Linked DNA regions of Mus musculus: region 1 is linked to region 2. A link is a contact called in public HiChIP or PLAC-seq data. All regions are on one chromosome and are shown on one strand. Each heading gives the region's core, a stretch centred on a gene start, on an enhancer-like site or on the middle of the called end of the contact. The rest is flanking DNA. Distances are from core to core; before and after follow the strand shown.

Region 1 (2,700 bases), core at 180-2,679, 360 kb before region 2:
GCCTGGTCTACACAGTGAACGCCATGCCATGTAGTGCTTACTAGTGTGATCCCGTCTCAATAAAAACAAATAGGTTTTTCTGCTAACATGTAGTGGGTTATAATTGTTGCTTTTAAATGAGTTAGTAAATAATATTTCTTGGGTTGAATATGAGACACAACAAATAAACAAGAGTTACTTGGAAATTTCAAAGTTTTGTTCAGAGACTAAAATGCTTTGCCCTAAATGACAGGCACAAAAAAGGAAAAAAAAGAGAAGATAGACAGATGGAAGGACAGAGGGCCAGGGAAACAGGCTACAGTGGTTATTCTGATGGCTCATTTACTGTTTTGCTGATAATAAAATCAATATTTAGAAAAATGATATAATAGCATTATTATATAAAGATTTAAGCAAACTATTAAAAAGATTTTAACTAAGTTTTTTAAACTATTAGAAATATGCAAATTTCTGGTATGTATCTTTCATTTATAACATTAAGTCAACTTGGAACCTAAAAAAAAAAAACCCACAAATTAAAGGAATTATTTAACAATAGAGCACTTGCTTAGTGAAGTCATAGGTTCAATCCCTATCACCCAAAAAAGAAAATTTCCTTTTAATTTTTTATTTTATTATTTGTGTGTGTGCGTGCATGCACAAGCGTGGGAGTCAGAAGACAACTTTCAGGAGTCACTCTTCCACTGTGGGAGCCAGGGATTAACTCACATAACCAGACTTGTTCAGCAAGCACTTTACCCACTGAGCCATCTCTCTGGTCCCCCAAAAAGTAAATTTTAAAAAGCAAGAACACTATCCAAATGAAAAGCATCAATGAACGGTATTTTAGCAGCAGGGCATGGTGGTCCACACCTACCACCCTAGCACTTGGGAAGCAGAGGTAGCATAGCAAAATTCAAGGTCAGCCTGAGTTACTCAGTCAGAAAGGTCCTGTCTCAAGAAATAGCAATAACACACATGGAAGTATTTTGTGCTATACTGTGCTCTTATAATAAATTAAAATAAAGTCAGCCATTATAACTTACTGTCCTTCAATGAGCCATGTGCACTTCGTCTTATATTTATAATTCCCAGGTCCATCTGTTACAAATCCAGAAGAGCCAGTTAGTCTGTAATTTAAATAAAGAAAAAATGTTAGTCAAAATTTCTTACAGTATTATCTTTCTTGGTTGTAAAGACAAAGAAATTCATCAGACTGATACAACAGCATGTACTACAACTAGGAGAACACGCCTGGACGGTTGCATTCACGCTGGATGAATAAGTATCTGTGTAGGGAGAATCTCCTGTGCGATGTATGGAAGCATCACCTGTCTGTACAATGCTGTTGCCTATTAGCTTAGACGGGGAGAGCGGAGGTGCAAGCTCCAGCACAGAGAGGACTTCTAGAGTAGAGTCCGTTGTGCAAGTAAATGGGGGGAGACGAGGACAGACGGACTATGACGCAAGGATGGGGGTTGGGGAGCAGCAACAGAGGATAGGACATTACACAACTGAGAAGACAGTCGCCTGAAACTGAAGGAGGGGTATGTAGCCTCATGGCATGACTTAGACTAGTTTAAATGGGATAACTGAGCTATGAACCCGTGGAAATCAGCCAAAGCTATTGGCCTAGGCATTCATTCATATATAAGACGTCTCAGAGTCATTTCTGGACCTAGGGTAGGATGCCTGTGGAAAAGTCTGTGGTTATATATCTGCCACCCACACAAAAGGATACATTCAAAGCAAAAGGGATTAAACAATAACAAAACAACTAAATCATTTTAGTTATGAAAGCAAAGTTACACTTCATGTCAGAAAAATGGCTACAAAAGTCAGGAGTGGTCTGGCTTATGCCTGCAATCTAAAATTTTAGAAGGCTATGGCAAGAGAATCACCAGCTCAAGTTACCTAGGCAGTTCCAGGCCAGCCTAGGTTAGAGAGTGAGACTATGTCTCATAAAATAAAATAAAACAAATAAATAACTTAAAACCATAAATATAAAGTTTTTTTTAACGCCTAGTTGCAAAGCTAAGTAGTTCCAAGGAAATACAGGTGAAACTGCAATGCAGAAGACAGCAGTCTGTGTGCTCCACAACACCAGAAGACCCATCCAGACTCACTTCTGCACTCAATGGCCACTTGCTACCTTACCATAGCAGTATGCATCAGAGCCTAGATTTCTAACTCAGTGGAGTGCCTGGATTTTCATAATTTTGCAACTTCCTCATATAAGGCGTATCTGACATATCATTAACATTTTGACTCCACTAATTCTAGTGCCGGTCTATCTTCTCATGGTTTTATCATTTATACTTTCTCCTTTGTAAATTAATGAAAATTCTACAGAAGGAACTAGAGAGATGGCTCAGTGGTTAAGAGCACTAACTGCTCTTCCAGAGGACCTAGGTTCATCTCTCAGCACCCACATGGCAACTCACACCATCTGTAACTCCAGCTGACTTCCTAGGCACCAGGAACACACATGGTACAACAAGCCAAACAGTCATATACAAAAAACAAAATAAAAATGAAACTTGACTATATTCATTTGCCAAAGCCCAATTTGCTAACTTTTTTTTCAGGTTAATGTTTAATACCTCTTTTATAGAAAGGACACCTTTCCATGTCTGTATTTTCTAGAAGATACATTTTCTCAACTTTGTTTTGTGTCAAGTATCTCTGGCTACTTAGAACATAATATACAAAGGTGCTACT
Region 2 (2,700 bases), core at 198-2,697:
TCCTGCAGAGGCGGGCAGCCCCCCCCCCGCCCCCCACCCCCACCCCCAGCTCAGGCCCGACCCTGGGGACAGCAGAGGAGAGGCCAGTTGGTTCTTGATCTTTCCAGCTGTGGTTTCCTTGGGGCCTGCGTGAGAATTCAGCTCTGTGGAAACCTTATGGTTCTGTAACTACCCTCCCCTGGCCAAGACCCTGCCTTCTAGGCCAGGATTGCCCCCTCAACCTCTGAGGTCACAGCTAAAGCCCCCTCTCAGATATGGAAGTGACTGAACTAGTTCCCCTGCCTCCTAGCCTGCCTTGTTAGGCTCCTCAGTCCCCTGTTAGGCGTTGCCCTTTCCCACAGAAGTCCACCGTTGCTGTTTGGACTTCCAAATTCTTCTCTTAAGTCTATCAGGCCCAGCCCAGTTGAAATGGAAATGGGGCTAATGGGAGATGGCAGCCCATAGAGCACCCCTCGGTCCCCGAGCAGCCTGCTGGACTGTTTTTGCTACAAAATGCCAAGATCCACGGCGTTCCCGGTGCCTTTCCTCCCTCCCGTTTCCGACAATTAGACACCAGTCAAGTTTGAAGAGGAAATCTACTTTATTTTTCTTTTCTTTTCTTTTCTTTTCTTTTTTTTTTTTTTTTCTGGCAGTGGCCATGGGGAACGAAGGAAGCGCGCTAAAGGTATTCCCAGAAAGTGGGCTCAGCGCTCCGAGAAGGCAGACTCAGGGTCGCAGGCGGGGTCTGTGCGGCAGCCATCTGCAAGAGAAATGGGTCAGTGTTCTGAGCTGCAAACCCGACGGCTCCTTGCCGGGTCACCCTGCTGGGCCCCCTCCTGCTCACCCGGGCTGCAGCAGATGCCTGTGGCGGCGCAGCGGCCTCCGCTCCCGCAGGGCTTCTGGCCAGACTGGCAGGGCGAAGGCAGGTAGTTCTCCTCCTGGCAGCGCAGCGCCTCGGCGGTGCCCACGAAGCAGCCCAGCTCGTCCGCGCAGCAGATGCTTGGTCCGAAGCAGCGTCCTTTGCCGCCCGGGCCGCAGGGGAGACACTGTGGGGAAGGATGCGGGTGGGCGCCGTGCACAATCCGAATCCGGACTGTGGCAGAGCGAGGGGCAGTGGGTGCTCCGGCATTGTCGTTACCTTCACGGCGTCAAGAGGGAGCCTAACACTTCCCAAAGCCCTGGGTTCCCACGCGAGGCCTTGGTAGGGCTGGCAAGTGTGCGGGAATGCTCTCTGTAGGTGGGAGAGCTTCTCTGGTCCTTAGCATCGCCAGAACGGGAAGGGAAGGGACAGGGTCGGGGAGACTCACCTTGCGCATATCCAGGTCCAGCACAGCCCTCTTGCCGCCCAGGGGGCAGTTCTGGATGTAGCAGGCCGAGGTCAGAGCCAGTAAGCCAAGCAGGCAGCAAGCGAGACTGGGGCAGGCCATGGCGATGGTGCTCAGTCTGAGATCCGCTGTAGGTGATGGTTTCTCCGGCCCAGACCGACCTTTTTATGTCTGGGCACTGCCATGGTGGAGCACTGTCTAAAGAGGGTGACAGCATGACTGGTCACAGAAGGTCTCTTGGGTCAAATTGTTCCACGCTGTTTAGAGGCAGGCCCTTCATTTGCAGGGTCTGGGCTAGGGTCAAGGTCATCGTCTCTGCTAATGACCTGGAACTCAAAAGAGAAGCAGCCTGGAAGGGGTGGCCTAGGCTACAAGAGGCTAGAGAGACTTGGGAGGGGTTGGAGGTGCGCCCTAGCCAGGAGCTGTTTTTCACAGATATCCAATATCTCAGAATAAGGCAGGATAGGGCAAGTGAGTGAGGGAGCCCTTACATGGACCTGAAACTTAGATGGGGAAAAAGATGGCGTCTTGTTCAATCTCTGAATGCACCTCAGCTCTTCTAACTAGCCCGTAAAACAAAGTCTCAGTAGAGATCAAAACCAAAACACAGTTAACAGACCAAATTAAAATAAAAAGAAAGAAAAATTACAGCAAAAGGAAAATTACACTAGTATTTAAAACTCTGTATTAGAACCTGCTGTGTAGACCAGGCTGGCCTTGAACTCACAGCGCTCCATCTGCTTCTGTCTCCCAAATGCTGAGTTTAGTTATCCACTACCACACTAGGTGCCTAGACTCCTGTTTGAGAAAACAGTGGCCATCAGCTGCTGGAGTGTGGCCAACAGGTGGCCTCAGCTACAGCAAGCCATTTGTGCCAAGGTCATACCCTTCTCAGGTGGCCACATATAATGGTTGGCCCATTTTGGTGCAATCAATTGGGCAGCTCTGGGTACATTTCAGGTTTGGGCTGCAGGTCTGCATAGGTCTGCATGGGAAGGGTGTTACATGCAGCCCAGTAGCAGAGTACTTGCCTAGTGTGTGAGCGACGTTGGGTGGGGCAAGTCCCCCGCATGATGGTAGCAGTACATTTTGGGAACAGTTTTTGCATTTCAATTTTAATTTTGTGTGTGTACATTTGTGCACGCAGGTTTCCTTGGCGACCAGAAGAGGGTGCTGGATCCCCAGGAGCTGTCATTAAAGGGGATCATGGGTAGGCCTATGTGGGTGCCCAGGACAAAATTTGGTTCTCTGAAAGAGCAGTGTGCAGGCTAATCATCTCTCCAGCCCCTTAAAATGAAATACATATCAAGAGAGGGTGCTGGGGGTGCACACCTTTAATCCCAGAACTCAGGAGACAGAGGCAGGAGAATTTCTGTTAGTTCCAGGACAGCCAGGG

Evidence for each region. HiChIP or PLAC-seq counts read pairs in DNA pulled down with a chosen protein or histone mark.
Region 1: a contact with region 2 is called in an H3K27ac HiChIP or PLAC-seq map of acute myeloid leukemia, with 3 times the contacts expected there. The contact joins the enhancer-like site here to the promoter of Oxt in region 2. A contact is called at or near these places in 5 of 39 promoter capture datasets (the C10 cell line, HPC-7-derived erythroid cells, cranial neural crest and 2 more), 1 of 15 datasets of contacts at CTCF or cohesin (pro-B cells), 4 of 484 Hi-C or Micro-C datasets (the G1E-ER4 cell line, the THB-7 cell line, cerebral cortex and 1 more), 1 of 115 datasets of contacts at active chromatin or transcription factors (acute myeloid leukemia) and 2 of 9 other capture datasets (embryonic stem cells and pancreatic islet).

What each region holds. Positions count from the first base shown.
Region 1 is chr2:130,931,795-130,934,494 of GRCm38.p6, reverse strand. It overlaps Atrn (attractin), which reads right to left. Exons shown (of 29, transcript NM_009730.3): 2 at 1,026-1,109. Among named protein-coding and RNA genes, the nearest start is that of Atrn, 27 kb to the right of the region's middle. Within about 2 kb of position 1,429, at least 31 of the 459 cell types and tissues checked have an H3K27ac peak or open chromatin away from gene starts, as enhancers often do. A contact at or near this core is called in acute myeloid leukemia, where this site is marked.
Region 2 is chr2:130,574,916-130,577,615 of GRCm38.p6, reverse strand. It overlaps Oxt (oxytocin), which reads right to left and starts at 1,447. Exons shown (of 3, transcript NM_011025.4): 1 at 1,287-1,447; 2 at 824-1,025; 3 at 562-739. The coding sequence starts at 1,406. The coding sequence ends at 684.